2 separate regions of the Mus musculus genome follow, and region 1 is linked to region 2. Evidence: chromatin contacts called from public HiChIP or PLAC-seq data. All regions are on one chromosome and are shown on one strand. The core of a region is the stretch at or near the end of the contact, and the rest is flanking DNA. Distances in the headings are between cores, read along the strand shown.

The links. HiChIP or PLAC-seq counts read pairs in DNA pulled down with a chosen protein or histone mark.
Region 1: a contact with region 2 is called in a BATF HiChIP or PLAC-seq map of CD8 T cells, with 7 read pairs. The contact joins two enhancer-like sites. A contact is called at or near these places in 2 of 15 datasets of contacts at CTCF or cohesin (CD8 T cells and embryonic stem cells), 21 of 484 Hi-C or Micro-C datasets (the AML12 cell line, B cells, CD8 T cells and 9 more) and 4 of 115 datasets of contacts at active chromatin or transcription factors (CD8 T cells and embryonic stem cells).

The regions. Positions count from the first base shown.
Region 1 is chr1:82,867,714-82,872,254 of GRCm38.p6, forward strand. It overlaps Agfg1 (ArfGAP with FG repeats 1), which reads left to right. Exons shown (of 13, transcript NM_001368850.1): 3 at 2,972-3,087. Among named protein-coding and RNA genes, the nearest start is that of Agfg1, 31 kb to the left of the region's middle. Within about 2 kb of position 2,223, at least 12 of the 459 cell types and tissues checked have an H3K27ac peak or open chromatin away from gene starts, as enhancers often do. A contact at or near this core is called in CD8 T cells and regulatory T cells, where this site is marked.
Region 2 is chr1:82,793,816-82,798,374 of GRCm38.p6, forward strand. No RefSeq gene overlaps it. Among named protein-coding and RNA genes, the nearest start is that of Gm34286, 13 kb to the right of the region's middle. Within about 2 kb of position 2,681, at least 112 of the 459 cell types and tissues checked have an H3K27ac peak or open chromatin away from gene starts, as enhancers often do. A contact at or near this core is called in CD8 T cells and regulatory T cells, where this site is marked.

The DNA of each region.
Region 1 (4,541 bases), core at 973-3,472, 73 kb after region 2:
GCATTCCTGATAAGACTTTCCCTCCTCAGCCAGAGTTGTGTAATCACTCACCACTAAAGATTTCTCAAAATAAATCAGCACAAAACATTACCAATATATCAATGCCTTATTTATTAGTTCACTATTACAGTAATATAGTCTGTCCCTCAGTATCAAGTATGTTAACTCATTGAACCTGCCGAATATCCCTATCAAGTAAGTTCCTACTTTGCATTTTACATAAGAAGATAAGACATATCCTATAGAGTTGGCCGAGCTAGTTCATGCTCTCACGCACCACAAGCACATTGTGCTATAATTAGGATGATTTCCCCAGAGAGACCATCTAAACGAATCCCATTACGTGTTGACTCCTAAGAAAGGATGGCTTCCAGGGGTCATTATTATTCCTCACTACTGTTTTTAGCCCACACCCCCCAGGTTCCCATGTTAATAGATGCTATTACTTCCTGTGTCTTCTTGTCACACAGTATTTGTTCATTTTAGATTTTAGCTCCTTACACTTTTCCTGCTGTTGCTAAACTCCTGCCAGTGTTCACAAGGATCATTCACATAGCCCTTGGATCCCCCACCCCTTGTCTTCCAGTGGTCTTTCATCCCAGTTACATTGTCAATCACTCTATCACCTATTGGGTTTACAGCTTAAGTATTTTGTGGCATGATCCCCGCACTGATCCTTTATTCACAGCTCTTTCACTGTGAAGCTTAGACACTAGCCAACTACCAGGACCTTCACTCTGCTAAGTTGCCTTTTCTTTCTCTTTCTTCTTGCCTAGCTTGGAGTTCATGGTCTCTTATTATAACCCTCACCCCCACCTTTTGTTCTATTGTACTTGTGAGACATCAACTACCTGCAATTTTAGTTGACTTTTTCTCTTCATTCCCTAACTTAAAGGATTCTCCCCCCCAATTACATTTTATTAAAACATAGCAGATGGAAAACAGACTGCTATTAGCAAAGGCATATATATAGATGGTAGTTTTAATATGATAGTGGGAAGAAAACTCAACTCTTCAGAGACCAGATGCGTTGATATCCAGGAGGCAAAGAGGCTTTCCTTCCTTCCTTCTTTCCTTCCTTCCTTCCTTCCTTCCTTCCTTCCTTCCTTCCTTCCTTCCTTCCTTCCTTCTCTCTCTCTCTCTCTCTCTCTCTCTCTCTCTCTTTCTTTCTTTCGGAATGGGGGATATGTTGGGAAAGTTCAGACTTTGATAGGAGTCTTGCTTAGTGACAAGTTTACTGACTAGATTTAAGAGACACTTGTTTGTTTGATAGAAAGGGTATTACATAGAGGTGTGTCATATCAGTTGTCAATAGTACAAGGAATGGGGGGTCTCTTTATAAAATTAATATTTGTATGTGTACATGCACAGCCTCCCCATGGTATACACCTGCAGGTCAGAGGGCGACTTTTGGGCATCTTCTCTTCTTCCACTGTGGGTGCCAGGGATTGAACTTAAGTTGTCCACAGGCATTTTTATCTGTGGATTGTGTTGCCTATTTTATGCTTGGTTTCATTTTTCTCAGCATAATTGTCTACAAGTTTTGTCTTAGAGTTTCTATTGCTGTGAAGAGACAGCATAAGCATGGCACCTCTTATAAAGCAAACTGTTTAATTGGGGCTGGTGTACAGTTTCAGAGGTTTGGTCTGTTATAGTCATGGTAGGAAGCATGGTGGCATGCATGCAGACATGGTGATGGAGAAGGAGCTAAAAGTTCTACATCTGGATTGGCAAGCAGCAGGGTGGGAATGAGACACTAGGCCTGGCTTGAGCTTTTGGAACTTCACAGCACAACAAGATTACATCTCCAATGATGCCACATCTCCAATAATGCTTTTCCCTATGAACCTATGTGTCATTTTCATTGAGATTACCACAAAGTTTCAGTATGACCACATTGCACCTTTTACCTACTGCCTAGTCTTTTTTTCTTAGTCGGTCTGTGCTATAATTTGTTGGTTCATCACCTCTTACATACAGGTGGTTGCATTCTTTCCATTGGGCTTACCAGTAAAGCTACTGTGATCAGCTGTGTACAGTCCTTTGTGAAGACACATGCTTTCATACTTTCTGGGCAGATAGCTCCAGAGTGACCTGGTCATGGAGTAGGTGTATTGAGTGTTTAAGAAACCTCCCAACTGTTTTCTATAGGTGTTGTACCATTTACATTCTGGAGTTTCAGTTGCTCCATACTGAGCACCAAAAGATCTGGTCAGTAAATCACTCTTACTTTCATGGGTCTGTATCCTGTGTTACTGCTATCAGGTTTCAGTGGCATATGGTGTTAACTTGCAGTATATACATCTTTGTTGAAGTGACTGTTTATATACCCTACCTCCCAGTTTATTCTTGTTTCTTACGTACTCTAGATTTTCAAATTCTTAAACATTTTATTACTGGTTCTTGTCTTTTTAAAAGTATTTTTCTCCTTTGTAGTGCCTTTTTGATTCTTGTTTGAATTTCATTTCTCTTAATTCTTTAAAAGAGTTAAATGTCGCAGACACTCATAAGGCTAGTATTTGTGTTATGATACTTTATTAACAGATTGTTCACAATTCTGTTATTTTTGTGTCCGTTTTGGCTGATTTTGGCTTGCTAAAGGGCCCCTACATTGCTCTAAGCCCAGTTTCTGTTTTATCAGTAAAGGAAGGATTTCCCCACAGGTTATTTGACTCCTTTGACCTGATGATTGACAGCTCATGATCATGCTGAGATCAAAAGAGCCAAGTGCTCCCAAGTCTCACCACTTGTTTCCTTGTAGATTTCTCTATGAGCTTGTTGCTAAGATTTCACTGTCTTGCTCATATGCCAGTACGTTCAATTCCTGAGTTTATGATTGCAGTGAATATCCTCATTGCAAGCAGTTTTGTAAGTGACTTTCTCAAAGAGACAGAATTTTCTCTTGAAATTTCATTAAATTAAGACATTGATTTTTTTTTTTTTTAACCCTTTTTCTCAATTCTTTTCAAAGGTCTGCAAACAGATATGGCTAGGATTATTTGATGACAGATCTTCAGCAATTCCAGACTTCAGGGATCCACAAAAAGTGAAAGAGTTTCTACAAGAGAAATATGAAAAGAAAAGATGGTGAGTGAATAATTGGTATTTAGTGTGGTAAGACTTGATTGACAGATTCAGGCAGGCCGGCAGAGCTGAGGGTTAACTGGATGGTTGGTGGGTGCAGCCACGCCACCCTTTGACTTAACTGGATGGTTGGTGGGTGCAGCCACGCCACCCTTTGACTTAACTGGATGGTTGGTGGGTGCAGCCACGCCACCCTTTGACTTAACTGGATGGTTGGTGGGTGCAGCCACGCCACCCTTTGACTTAATTGGATGGTTGGTGGGTGCAGCCACGCCACCCTTTGACTTGACTTAACTGGATGGTTGGTGGGTGCAGCCACGCCACCCTTTGACTTGACTTAACTGGATGGTTGGTGGGTGCAGCCACGCCACCCTTTGACTTGACTTAACTGGATGGTTGGTGGGTGCAGCCACGCCACCCTTTGACTTAACTGGATGGTTGGTGGGTGCAGCCACGCCACCCTTTGACTTTTCATTGGATTTGGTTTCCAGTGCTTTATCTTCGCACACCTATGCTTAGCAACAAGCAGCCCTGTATTACACAAGGAAAGTTAGTGTCTCTCCTAATCCTTCCTGTTGGTTTCCTTAGATGTTTTTAGTCTATAAAACATCTTCTTTCCGTACACTCCTTATTTTTTAGGTATTTATTATGTAGTATTTTAGACATTGCTAAAGCTCTTGTGTAGTAAGTCTGTCTATACATGATTGTGTCCTGCTGGAGAGCTGTGCTCCAAATATCCCTTATTTCTCACCCAAGAAATTAACTTGCTGGTTGGGCAAGAAGGGAACATTTTTATTCCCTATACGCTATGCTAAAGCCAGGCTGTCCCTTGAGCAGAGTGTGGGGGTTGTAATGCTAGAGCTAGTGTTCAGTCAGTCAGTCACACGCTGAGCTTTAGCTTTATGAGAGAGCTAACTATGTACTGATGAACTAACTATGGTCTAGGGTTTTTTTTATAGTGGTCAGTACTGAACAGTCTGTATTCCTTCTTGGGGGATTAAGATGGTGAGAGAGTTGAGGATAGAGGGAGTGGATAACTGGACAATGGATGGCCTCTTGTTTCCCTGAGGAAACAGTAGTTTGACCCAGGGAGCAATGTCGTCAAAGGTGGTATTGGTTGGAGGGGGTTACTGCGGGTTCTGGGGAAGATCCCCTTGAAGAGTGAGTGAGCACATTTGCTCTGAGTCACAGATTCTGGGTAGTCTGTGCTCCACTACTTCTAAGAAGATTAATTTATCTAGGATTCTCTTCATATGCACTAGATACATTAGGTATGCATGTAGGTGAAAATGTACCAGTGAAATTTTAGTTCAAGAAGAAAGAAAATATTTGAAGGTCCTGGTGTGTAAATATACACAAATGATTTTTTTTATAACAAAAGCCATCCTCCTTTTATCGTTTTTTTGTTCTTAATTTTCTAAATTTCCCAGCCTATAGAGAAAATAAAACTATTCTCC
Region 2 (4,559 bases), core at 1,431-3,930:
TCATTCCTTTGGTAAGGGACCTGCCTTGGTTCATGAATAACAGTGTGTAATTTCTCATCTTGGCTTACAGAATGGGATCCACTCTTGTGTGCATGTCCCCTGCTGTGCTGGCAGCAGCTAACTGTTAACTTGGGGTCTAATGAACAATTAAAAGCTTTGAAAAAAAAAAAAAACAACTAACAACAACAAAACCAACTCAGCTTCCTAAATCTTAGTATGACACCCTCACTAATTTTTCAACTGCGTTTCACAGTTGAGCCATTTGTCTGAACACTTTATTTATAGGTTGACAATTCTTGGTAGCCTCAGGCAGCTTAGAGTGTCTTTTGTAACAGCAGGGACCCACCTCCTCCTTCAGCAAGCTGTTCTACTTGGAGGGCTTGTGGGAAGGGATGGGGAGCCCGTGTGTTTGGGCTTATGGACTCTGCAGGCTGTCTGGATTCTCTGTGGGAGACCGGTGCCTCTTGCCTGCTCCTTCCTTCCCATGAGGGGGTACATGAGCTTGCTAGGCAGATACTATTGAGCCCAAGGTATCGTGTTTAGAATTTTGCTGGGCAGGTATTATTGAGTCTGAAGATACTGCCTTTAGAGTTTTCCTGAAGTCCAGCCTATGAGGGCAAGAACTCCAAGCAACCACTCCTGATATTTACAGAGAAGACACAGTACAGAAAGGAAGGAGCTGTCGCTGGGACACAGATCGGTCCGTTACCCTATCTGCGTAGTTCCTTGGCCTGTGGGCACAGGTCTGCCATGCAGTGTCTGTGTGATCCTTGAAGTTTCCACATATGCTCGTTTGCTTCTGGTTATTCCAAGTTGGTTGTCTTTTGATCAGTTCTCCCACCCCTATAGGCAGGCCAAGTAAAAACCAATTCAATGACTCCTCTCTCAAGCCCATCGGAGAGAATGGGGATTTCCTAGAGTTTCATTTTTTTCCTATTGCTTCCCAGACACTGCAGGTCCTACTTCCTGTTGTCTTCTATAGAAGCTTCCCTCACCCCCATAGCTCAACAGTCATGTGACCTGCCCTTTCTCTCAATGCTCTCACCTGGATTAGTTTATCTTTTTTTAAAAGATCTATTTGTTTATTTATTTATTTGTTTGTTTATTTAATGTATATGGGTACACTGTAGCTGTACCGATGGTTGTGAGCCATCATGTGATTGCTAGGAATGAAGGTTGCTCGCTCCGGTCTGTCCCACTCACCCTGGTCAGAAGATTTATTTATTATTATATCTAAGTACACTGTAGCTGTCTTCAGATGCACCAGAAGAGGGCGTCAGATCTCATTACTGATGGTTGTGAGCCACCATGTGGTTGCTGGGATTTGAACTCAGGACCTCAGGAAGAGCAGTCAGTGCTCTTAACCACTGAGCCACCTTGCCAGCTCCTGGATTAATTTATCTTTACCATCTTTTATATGTGTCACTAACTACCCAACCCAGACTATGAATGGTCTGAGCTCCCTGAGCATAGAGATATCCGATTACTAAAACATGACCTCACTTGCAGGTATTAAAAATATTTATTAAAAGCTTAGGAAACCTCTACCTATGTGAGGCCCAGTGTCCACAACAACACTCTAGGTGGGGTTCATGACTCATCAAATAACTATGCTTTAGACTTACAGTTTTGTCAACTGATGACAGTTATGGGGAAATGGAAACTTGAGAAGCAGCTGAACTTTGAGAGGAGGCCGCCTTGACATTTGTAAGTAACCAGAGCCCAGTTCAAAGTGCTCAGAACTGAACTGAAGCAATGCATAGTCTCCTGGAGGGTCCAATTAACCAAGGGTCTTCCATTTAGTACACATTTGTTGGAATCCTCCTGCGTAGCAGAATCCATGGTGTGCTCAGGTGAAAAAAAAAATGTACAGGAGACACTCACCCCAGATGTGGGAAGCACTGTCTTATAGACTGAGACCCTAGACCAGATGCTGAAACAGAAAGCAATCTGAGAGTCAGGGACCATCTCTCTACTTCCTGACTGTAGATGAGGTGTGACCTGCCTCGCATTCCGCAGCTGTGACTTCCCTGCTGGGATAGACGGGCCCTCAAACCTCGAGCCAGAATAAACCCTTCCTTCCTTAAGGTGCTATTTTAGGTTTTTGTTTTGTTTTAATTCAAAACAATGAGAACATGGTATGTTTAGAGAGTCCTTTATAAGAGAATCCCCTAGTCTGTGGGCAGAAACAGGAAAGAGCAGTTTACCTTAGGAGATTTTAGTAGCCAAGGAAACAGTAAACCGCCAGGACTCGAAATAGGAATTTCAGAAAGTACTCAGTCCAGGAAGATGTCTCAACCAGGAGCTCATGGGAGGAACCGTGTGTTCAGCAGGCATGAGTGTCAAGACCCGAGCCAGAGGTGAGATAGCGTTAGGAAGAATTATCTGCCAAGCCTGAAGAAGCCCAGCACTGTCTGACTCAGAAGAGCCGGTGCCAGCAACAAGGAGAGGGAAGGAGCAAGCAGAGACAGGCGAAGCAAAGGAAGAAACGTTGCCACATGGCCACGACGCAGCCCAGGGAGGAAATGCTCGTGCAGGAGGAAGTCTCCTGTGCAAACTCGAGATGTGGTGGCCTACAGCTGGAATCCCAGCGTATGGCTTGGGAAGACCGATGGGAGGGTGCAGAGGTGAGAGGAATGTTTAAGCTCAGAAGTTTGAGACCAGCCTACAGCATAGTGAAACTCCATCTGTATAGGAAACCAAAGCCAACAGTCAGGCTCCAAAGATACGGCTCAGTGGTGAAGAGTGTGTACTGGTCTTCAAAGGTCTCGGCTTCAACTCTGAGCATCCGCAACAGATGCACCCAATGCTTGTAACTCAGATGCACAAACTGCCTGTAACTCCAGCCTTAAGGGTATTACCTTCTTCTGGTCTCCACAAAGTGCTCTCTCCCATGTACGCATCCACCACTCCCGCCATATGTATATACAAATACATTAAAATAAATCTGAAAAAAAAATCAGGTGTGAGCAAGGTAAACGGGGGTGGGAAGGAGGGGAAGGGAGGTTGTTGGCCTGCAGTCCATACCCCAGGGCCTGCATGGCGGAAGCATCCAGGTTTGTTGCCCCGGCTCCCATGGGGGGTCTGCCTTTGTCAAGCTTCACAGGAGCAAGTTTTACGCACTCGCGAGTACATGCTATGCAAGAAGCTGAGTTATGTCTTTGCTCCCTCTCACATCTACCCAGGCGAAATGGTTTTCAGAGTCAGTTGAGCTAGCACATCCATTATCTCACAGAGGCTAGAGCATGGTAGAAGGACCTATTGTCTGTCCCCTTAGCAAATGTTCTGTGTTGTCTTGGTCTGCTTTCTGACACTGTAACAAAATGTTTAAAGCTTGGGAATTTACTAAGAAAAGAGGTTCAGATCACTTTGTGGTGGTGGAGGCTGGGAAGTTCGATGTCAGAGGCTCGGCATCCACGGGGCTTCCGGTAAGAAGGGCCTTCCTCTTATGTCAGCAGTATGACACAGCAGAAAGCTTTGCACAAGGGTGACACAGCAAACATATTGGGTAGTGTTACACAAGTCACTCCTCCAATGATCCATTGACCCACAAACATGCTAATCCATTTAGGAGGGCAGACCTGATCAATCTGAGCAAATGCCCCCCATCTCCAGAAAGAACTAACATGAATTTGGGTGGTGAGGTTTCTCACACATGAAACATAAAGGTGAGTTGAGGTGATAATGTCAGTGCTAGAGTCCTTCCCTAACGTGCTCTGAGCTTGAATCACCGCAGAACAAGTTTATGTGTAAAGCATGTGTGTATTATGTGTATACACACATATGCATATATAAAAATGTCTATATAAAAATAGTCAAATCGTAATATATATCACTAACTCTAGTTATTTACTAGTTAATAAGTTGAAATCCTTACTTCAGGAACTCTGAGGAGATGGGGCAGGCGATTGAGACCGGGTTTCATATAGCCATAAATACATTGCATAGCTTAGGATGGCCTTGAACTCCTGATATTCCTGCCTCTATCTCCAAAGTGCTGGGATTACAGGCATGTGTCCCCAATGTCTAGCTTTGGTACAGTTTTGTTGTTGTTGTTGTTTCTTTTGCTTTTGTTTTCAAAACGAGTTTCTCTGTGTAGTCCTGGCTGTCCTGAAACTCCTCTGAAGATGAGGCCGGTCTCGAACTCAGAGATACACCTGCCTCTGCCTCCTGAGAGCTGGAATTAAAGGCATAGACCACCATTACCCCATGGTAGGGTTTTGTTGTTGTTGTTTAGACAAGTAAGTAATTAAAGTCATCTGGTGAGATCGGATCCCATAGACTTTGCACTTTATAAAAAGAGATTAGTGGGCTGGGGGTGTAGCTTAGTGTTGGAGTACTTGTTTGGTAGGCAGGGGGACCTGGACCACAGAATAAGCAGTGTAAGGGGAAGGGGATGCTCATGAAGGCTAGTGGCATTTTTGTGACTGAAGAGTGGTGATAGGCTATATGGTGAGCAAAGCTATAAGTGTTCCCCAGATGGCCCTTCACATCATGGGCTGACTTCTGGGTAAAATGACTATCTCAGGTCATACAGCTGGTATACTCCAAAGTCAGGG